3 separate regions of the Sus scrofa genome follow, and regions 1 and 3 are each linked to region 2. The links are chromatin contacts, called in public Hi-C and HiChIP or PLAC-seq maps. All regions are on one chromosome and are shown on one strand. The core of a region is the stretch at or near the end of the contact, and the rest is flanking DNA. Distances in the headings are between cores, read along the strand shown.

Region 1 (2,700 bases), core at 198-2,697, 210 kb after region 2:
CCCTGGGAGTCGATGAGCCTCTGACCAGAACTGGGAACCCCTTGGCTACAAAAGCCTGGAAAGAAGTGGAAAAACACAAGCCCAACAATCAGTTGCCACCAGTTCACTGTGGAATTCTCTTCCCCGCCCCCCACTTCCTTGGAAATGTAGGAATTCTGGGGAGGAAAGAAACATTTTCTGAGATAACTGTACTGATGATGCTCCGCCCCCTCCCCTCTCCACCGCCTCCCCCCACCCCCCGCCACGCAAAACTCTCTTTTTCCCGGGAAATAACTGTTTGGCAGCAGCCCCCTCCCCACCTTCTGGTTAAACTACGTCAGCCCTGTCTCCCAGAGTCTCCACACAGGCTTGGTGCATACCTCCCCTGTGTGACTTGCCCCTGTGCAAGGCAAGTCTGTTCCATCTTGTGGCCATTGGAGGTAAAGCATTTCGATTTAAAAAGCAGTGAATGACTAAAGCTGACTCTTCTTGGAAAGAATGTGCTGGTTCCTGAAACCCTGCTGGCTGCCGTGCTCCCTCCCTGCTGCAGGGGAAGAGTTCTTCGGCGCTGAGGTCATCAGACCAATGGGAGCAGAGTGTCCAAGCCTGATGCCAGGGGTCCCCGGCCACCTCCCTGCGCAGACCCAGGCGAAGCGTGTAACCAGGGTCTTCATGCAGGAAGGGCCTGAGACACCGGGAACGGTCACTGTCCTGGGCCCAAAACGCTTGCCAACATCATCATCTTCATCCTCATATCCCTCGTCTTAGCCTGGCAGTCTGAGCCCCCAATGTGGGGTCTGCTCCTCTATTCGGAGAGGCAATCATGACGGCAGAGACCGAGTCATTCATTCATTCAACCTGCATGTACTGCCAGCAGCCTATCCAAGCATGGGCCCCTCGGGATTGATGAGGACAGATGCCGTCTTTTTTCTTGGGGAGCTTATGCTCAAAGGCCACTTCCTGCAAGTCGGCTGCCCACCCAGACCTGAGAAACAGACTTTGGTCTGATGGAAGGGGCACTGGTGCTGGCGCTGCGCTTTCTTGCTGTGTGGCCTCAGGCTGGGCCCGTGAGGGCTCAGGGCATGTGACACAGCGGAAGAAGGAGATCCCACTGGTGAAACTGGGCTCATATTCCAGCACTGCACCCTAATGGCTGTGTGACCTCTGGAAATTATTAAGCTCTCTGTTTTACTTCAGCTGTAAAAGGGATAGAATGCCTGCTTCCTCGGGTTGTCAGGAGGATTGCAGAATCACCGTAGAGTCCCAGTGCTATTAGTGCTCAGATTAAGCTGTCATTTCAGTCATAGAGCCCTGACCCCCATAGTCCTCATAACTATCAAAATGTGAGCCCACCCCAAGGAGGCACCTAGGGGCTGGGAAGGGCTGAGGATGACTGATGGCCTTGGTTCTTCTCTGCTTGATTTCACAGTCGTGGCTTTGGACAGTCCAACTCACTCCCGACGGCCGGCTCTGTGGGCAGTGGCATGGGCAGACGGAACCCACGCCAGTACCAGATCCCTGCCCGGAATGTCCCTTCCGCCCGCCTTGGCCTCTTGGGCACCAGTGGCTTCGTCAGCTCCACGCAGCGCAACACCGCAGCCAACCCCACCATCATGAAACAAGGAAGACAGGTCTGCTCCTCCCCGGGGAAGAGGGTGGGCCAGCCAGGCTCAGGACATCTCAGCAGATAATGACCCCAAGGCGAGGGGAGTGGCCTGGGGGTGGGACCCTCCACCGAGGACAGTTGTCCCTGTGCCTCAGAGGCTCTTTGCACCATTTCACTGGGGATAAAGCAAGGCCGTGGTGGCACCTGGCTTCCCAGGGATTTCTTTAGGATGCTCTATGACCACCTTAACGGTGGGGGTCCTGCACATGGAGCCTGTAGGAAGAAATGCAAGACCTACGGCTTCTTTCTTTTCTAATCAATTTTTGTTGAAGTATAGTTGATTTACAGTGTTCTGTTAGTTTCAGATGTACAGCAACGTGATTCAGTGTTATATATTCTCTTTCAGATTCTTTTCCCATATAGGTTATTACAAAGTATTGGGTAGAGTTCCCTGTACTACACAGTAGGTCCCTGTCGTTTGTCTATCTTATGAGTAGCAGTGTGTGTATGTTACTCCTAAATTCCTAATTTATCCCTGCCTCACAGACCTAGTTCTTCTTTGCCTTGATCCTTGACCTGTCCCAGCAGATCCCACCACCTTCCAGATTTGGCTTCCAGAAGAGCCTGAGCATTTAAGAAGCTTTCTTAGCCTTTTCATCTGAGGCAAATAAGATCCCAGCTGTGGTAGAGAAGCCACAGGAAGGAGCCTGAGAGAGGCTGTCAGAGGGAGAGTTGAAACATTCCCAGTCCATCAAGGCCAGGCTGCCTAGGGGTTCTTGCTGTGTGGCTTAGAGCTGACCTCTGTCCCCTGGCTCCTCGACCCATTTGTCCCTTCCCCCACCCCACCCAGCACCAGCTTCGTGGGGATCTGCCATTTGGGGCTGGGGTCAGAAGAACACAGGTGGGTCTGAGGTTGTCATGAGAAGCTGAGGGTTGACAGCTTGGTTTAAAAACAGGAAATAGGCAGGATTCACTCCCCCAAGGAAGCAGCACAGGGTAGGAGAAAGCCCCCACGCCCTGACCGCTGCAGGAAGCCCCCACACCCGTCCAAGAGGAAATCACCACTAGGACACCCGCGCCATAAGAAACACACCAGCTGAGTTGTGCCAGCTTGT
Region 2 (2,700 bases), core at 86-2,585:
CCGACAGATGGTTAGGCACTGTTACATGTCTGACAGGAACTAAACGGTGCAAAAACTAGGTTTGAGGAAGGAAGGAAGGATTGAAAATCTAGGGACATATGCTGGAGTTAAAGAAGGAAGTGTTAATCAGTAGAATATCTCAGATACTTTATCTTAAAAAAAAATCCGTATTAGCAAAAAGGAATGGATATATATGTATATAAATACATATAAATGTATATGTGTGATTTACTTTGCTCTATGCCTGAAATTAACAACTTTTAAGTCAAGTATACTCCAATAATTAAAAAAAAAATACTATATTAACAAGAGCAGGGAGGGCCAGGTTTGAGGCATGCGTTTCACTAATTTCTCAGTACTCATAAACAAAACCTCAAGGTGCTGGAGAAATGCTCGAAAATACGGATAGCAAGGATTTGGTTATCAAGTCTACCTGTGAATAATCAATTAAAGTTAGAAGACAAAGCGATTTTCAGGTGTTAGTGTATTTTTGACCCATCCTCTATTACCGGAGGGCGCTTTCCCAGCTCTCTCTGTGCCGTCTGGCTTCGGCTCCGCAGCCCCATCCCCATCCCCCTCCTTTTCTGCGCGGCCAGGACCTAAGAAGCCCCTGCCGGGCCTCGGCCTCGCGCACTCAGCAGGTCCAGGTAAAGGCTGCCCAGCCCGGTGACTCAGACGCGCTGACAGGTGGCCTCGTCTGCCTCCTTGCCGCCCGGGGAGGCGCTCGTCTCCGCTCAAGGTCCGCAGCTGCAGCCCGCGCGCCAGACGTAGCTCGCCGGCTGGCCCCAGAAGTCTGGCGGCTTCCCCAGGGGAGAGCGGCGCAGGAGCAAAGGGCATCCAAGGCCCGACCCAGGAGAGGGGTGAGCTTCCCGGCACTTTTCGCGCTCCTGGGACACGGGCCGCACGGAGCCCGGTGCCTAGGCACGTCCAGCGTTGCATACCGCCCCTCCGCCTCCTCCGCTCTTCGGGTCCGCGAACCCCGGAACCCTTCCACGCCCCTAGCGCTGGTGACCCCAGGACCCTGCCACTCCCGGGCCCCAGTAAGGGCAAGGGGTCACCCGAGTCGGCGAACCACATTCCCAAGGACGAGCAGCCTGTGGCAGCACCGACTCCGCTGCAGCGCCCTCCAAGTCCCCTTCCGCCTGCTCTCCAGCTGCTCCAGCGCCCCAACCCCTCCAGAACTCGCGGGCGGTCGAGGGGAGGAATTCACTTGGACCCCTCCCCTTCTCCAAACTTCTTCCCTCCCCCCGCTGTTCCTCCAACCCTACCCCACTGCGCCATCCGGCTCCTCCCTCTTCGATCCCCTCCCCTTTTCTGGTCCCCGCTAAGGAATCCGCCCCCCACCCTCGCCGCCGGCCGGGTCCGGGGATCCTCCCCCGACTCCCCCAGTGTGCAGCCGCCGCCGCCCGGGTTCCTCTCCCCCCGCTCGGGCGCTCCCTGCCAAGCCCATGATGTAATGGTGTATGTTAATCAGTAGCATGTGGGGAGCTCCGGCTCCGGCGGCTCAGTCCTCCGCCAGCCGACACTGGAGACAGCAGGAGCGGCGGCTGGGACCCGCAGCGCTGCGCTCTCTCAGCGCCGCCCGCTCCGACGGCATGGCCCGCAGCCCGCGCTTCGGGCGTCCCCAACCTCGCTGAGAGTTGCCGCGGTCCCGGACCCGCGCTTGGGGCCCCGAGCCGCCGAGATGAACCGCTCCGAGGTGAGCGCCCTCTCTCATTTGCCCCAGGGAGGGGACCCGCGGGGCCCTAGGTCCTTTTCCCGGGGGACGTGCCCCCTCCGCTCGGGAAGTTCTGGGAGCGGGGAAACCGGATGCTGGGAGTGAGCCGCCCCTCAAGGGTTGGCTGAGTTGCTAGTCCCTCTTCGCCGCCGCCGCCGCCGCCACCCCCGGCGGCCACCCGGACTGGTTTAGGACTGGGGGAGCCCTCGAAACCGAACTTTTCTTCTTGTCAGTCGTTTGGGGGCGTGTGCCAGCGTCGTGGAGCCGCAGTCCCTGCCGAGCCACCCTGCCCACCAGGGGAGGCAGTGCTGTGGGCTCCGGCAGACCCGCGCTCGGCATGCGCTCGTGTCTGTGCCGCCTTCGGCCTGGGACGCGCGGGCGAGGCATTGGGCCGGACAGACCCGCCCGTAGGCGGCGGCAGCGGGGGCAGGATGCCTACAGCACACACACACGTACATACTCACATACACACAGACGCACACGCACGCACTCATTTGATCGTTCAGGGCGAAGTAGGCCCTCGGAGACATCCCGGGTGGGCTGGAGCGGCACGGCGCGGGGGAGCCGGGGCTCCGGCTGAGCCTCCGCCCGCTGGGCTCGGAGCTTTGGGTGGGGAGAGTTTATTTTTGTCTTGAGCTGCTGCCGCGGCCGCTCACGGCCTAAATCCAGAGGGGCGCCTGGCGGTGGAGATGCTGGCTGTTGCTGTAGATGGAGCTGCAGCCGTTCGGCTGCTTCTCCGGGAGGAGGAGGAGGTGGTGGCGAAGGGGAGGGGGGGAGGGGGAATAAGAGGAGGAGGAGGAGGAGGAGGAGGAAGGAACTCTGGCTGCTGCTGCTTCAGCCTCTGCTTTGCATTAGCTCCCACCCCCACCCCCGCGCCCCTTCGCAGCCGCATTGCAAGTTTTCTGCTCGAGGAAGATCTGTTGCTGGTGCGGGCTTTCGCAAGCACAGCCCCCAAGGCCACTCCGGGTGGGGTGTGTGGGGAG
Region 3 (2,700 bases), core at 46-2,545, 220 kb after region 2:
AGAGAGCACTCTCCTTGGGTGACTATTCTAAAGAGGCAAATCCATGTGCAGAAAGAGGCAGCGTTTTTTAGTTAATTTTTTTTTTTTTTAACCAAGTGCCATTAACATTCATCCACCACACCCCTTGGCTAAGCAAGCTTAGGGTTACTTGGGGAATGTGTTAGGATGGACGATCACGTGTGAGCTGGGAAGAACAGGTCAAAGAAGTTGAAGGCCAAAGGCAAGACCATAGGGTTTGTGAAGGTGTTTTCATGGATGCTTAGAGCGTCAATAGAAGAAGGGAAAAAAAGGTATAACACGTCTCGTGGAGAAATGAGAAAGCATTCAGATCTGCTGCAGAACACATATATCCATAAAGACTTGGGTTGTTCAGAAAACAGATTGTGAACACAATCACATTAGCATGAATCCTTTAAAAGGAAGAAGACCTTAAAGTATTTGCAAATCTGAATTTCTATTTATTCCTTCACTGAATATAGAAACAATGGTTATCTGATTATTAGAGATATTATTTTGGATATGTTATTAACTTGCTATGGCTGGTAACCATGATAAAGTCTGTTATTAATAACAACAATTCTTTTTTTTAAAAAAAAAAGAAAAGCTTATTTTTCATTGACTGTGTATAGACTTATCTACTTAGTTGTGTTTTGCTATTAGCATTTTAATTTTTTTTTTAAGTTGAGTGTTCTGATAAATTTTAGGAGCCTGTCCCCACTTTGTTTTGAGTCCTGTGTTGACTGCAGGTATACAGCTCAATCTAAAAATCCTAAAGGCAAAAGAACTTTATTTATAAAACAAACAGTTGCATGCATAAGGCTGTGAAGTCAGATATTTAGTAATAAAGCGGCAGTGCCTTTTTTTGTATTTACCCATTGACCCCTAAATGCAACTGTTTTATATTAAGTAAAGAGTGAAAGTGAAAAAAAGTGAAAGTGAAAAAAAACGCAGAGTAAAATCTATTTCACTACTTGGTTCCCTTTTCTTCCCCTTGTTGTGATTTAAGCAGTGTGTATTTGACATCTCCACACTGTCCCAGAGACAGTGGTGTTCTACAATATTGTTATCATGTATGATGTTTTATTGGTGCTTTTTATTCATAGTGGTTTCTTACCGGAAACAGTAGGAAGACACACATGAACTGTGTACAAGAAATGAAACATTGCTGCTGATATGTTTTGTTTTGTTTTTTCCACATGCTTTTTGAGTTTTTCACTTTTTAAACAAGGGCCAGCAAGCAAAACAGACGCTGCTGGGTCTGCCTGCAGAGGACGGCTGTTTGCACCAAACTCTCCAACCCTGGGTATTGATGTCCCTTTTTGGTACTCGGGATTGGAGCCGCAGCTGGGGCCCCTTCCCTTTCGTCTGAAGAGACACTGAGGGAAACATGGTTTTCTTTTGAGGTGTCGTTGGCTGCCTTTTAGGGACTGGGAGCCTTCTCCCATCTTCTGTTCTTCTGCACCTCTTGTGCAAGTGTGCAGTGCCAGTGCACGGTTTGCAGATGTGCTTCCCCCGCCTGGAACCGGGATCTCTCCGAGAGCCTGGGCTGGGGGCTGAGCTGGGTTGAATGCGCCAGCAGGCAACGAGGAGGGCAGCCTGGGGAGGAGGAGCAGCCCCCATCTCGGTGGCCCTCTGCGCATGTCCCAGGCAGGCGGCCCAGGCTCAGCCTCCGGTGCAGGGAAGCAGCCTACCCAAGGCGCTCGGGCGTGCCTGTTACAAGAAGGCCCTGCGGAAGGATAATTTGCACATGGGGCTGTGATAACACTAATGTTGATGTTTTGTTTCACAAGTCATCAGAGATGTTTGCAAAGTGAGGTTTGTTTTTTTTTTAATTCCTTTATCTTTACTTAAAGGTGAATGTGTATTCCTCTGGGAGGAATAGGAAGAAAACAGGAATGTTAATAATGTCAAGCAGAAGACTTCCTCCCTTATTAATATATAACCCTCATGTATTTATGCCTAATGTAAGCTGACTTTTAAAAAGCTTTCTTTTGTTGCATGCCCCGTGCAGGCATCCCTCTTGTACATGCATGCCTTTCGTCCTGTTTTCCTGTATAAAGTTAGTGAACAAAGAACTATTTTTGCCTAGTTCATGTTGCCAAGCAATGCATATTTTTTAAATTTGTCATATATGGAAATAGCATGTTTGTTACATGTAAAAGCTTTACTGATATACAGATATACTAATGTTTGAAGATGCTGTTCTTTGCAAGTGTACAGTTTTCAAATGTTGTTACCAGTGAAACACCCTTGTGGTTTAAACTTGCTACAATGTATTTATTACTCATTTCCTCCCATGTAACTAAGAATCATGGCTATATTTCATATCAACGTTATATTGAAAGTGAAGGGAAATGATTAATACAAGGTTTTGTAACACTGGTGTGTGTCTTTTTTCCTTTTTGTCAATATGATTGATTCGAAAACAAGAACTGAATCTTAGAAATAAGCCAGCCAGCAAGGATAAGCTTGACATCCATGTAAACTATTCCCACTTGACTGTTCTACCAAATCTGGTCTTCCGACTATGAGCCACGTTTTTTTGCTTCAGTTTGTTTGTCTTTTTAGGGCTGCACCCAAGGCATATGGAGGTTCCCAGGCTAGGGGTACAATCAGAGCCCTAGCCGCTGGCCTACGCCACAGCCACAGCAACTCTGGATCCCAGCTGCATCTACAGCCTACACCACAGCTCATGGCAAT

What was found. Hi-C and Micro-C count contacts between places; a contact is called where the count stands out from the background. HiChIP or PLAC-seq counts read pairs in DNA pulled down with a chosen protein or histone mark.
Region 1: a contact with region 2 is called in an H3K27ac HiChIP or PLAC-seq map of skeletal muscle. The contact joins the enhancer-like site here to the promoter of SAMD4A in region 2. A contact is called at or near these places in 5 of 5 promoter capture datasets (fetal liver, fetal skeletal muscle, liver and 1 more), 22 of 47 Hi-C or Micro-C datasets (alveolar macrophages, brain, embryonic fibroblasts and 13 more) and 2 of 2 datasets of contacts at active chromatin or transcription factors (alveolar macrophages and skeletal muscle).
Region 3: a contact with region 2 is called in a Hi-C map of retroperitoneal adipose tissue, with 2.4 times the contacts expected there. The contact joins the enhancer-like site here to the promoter of SAMD4A in region 2. A contact is called at or near these places in 2 of 5 promoter capture datasets (liver and skeletal muscle), 25 of 47 Hi-C or Micro-C datasets (adipose tissue, alveolar macrophages, brain and 15 more) and 2 of 2 datasets of contacts at active chromatin or transcription factors (alveolar macrophages and skeletal muscle).

Annotation. Positions count from the first base shown.
Region 1 is chr1:184,119,779-184,122,478 of Sscrofa11.1, forward strand. SAMD4A (protein Smaug homolog 1) reads left to right here. Exons shown (of 13, transcript XM_021102232.1): 10 at 1,409-1,610. Among named protein-coding and RNA genes, the nearest start is that of GCH1, 140 kb to the right of the region's middle. Within about 2 kb of position 1,448, at least 30 of the 83 cell types and tissues checked have an H3K27ac peak or open chromatin away from gene starts, as enhancers often do. A contact at or near this core is called in embryonic fibroblasts, fetal skeletal muscle, omental adipose tissue and 2 more, where this site is marked.
Region 2 is chr1:183,914,002-183,916,701 of Sscrofa11.1, forward strand. It overlaps SAMD4A (protein Smaug homolog 1), which reads left to right and starts at 1,336. Exons shown (of 13, transcript XM_021102232.1): 1 at 1,336-1,699.
Region 3 is chr1:184,137,741-184,140,440 of Sscrofa11.1, forward strand. It overlaps SAMD4A (protein Smaug homolog 1), which reads left to right. Exons shown (of 13, transcript XM_021102232.1): 13 at 1-2,382. Among named protein-coding and RNA genes, the nearest start is that of GCH1, 120 kb to the right of the region's middle. Within about 2 kb of position 1,296, at least 35 of the 83 cell types and tissues checked have an H3K27ac peak or open chromatin away from gene starts, as enhancers often do. A contact at or near this core is called in adipose tissue, brain, fetal liver and 4 more, where this site is marked.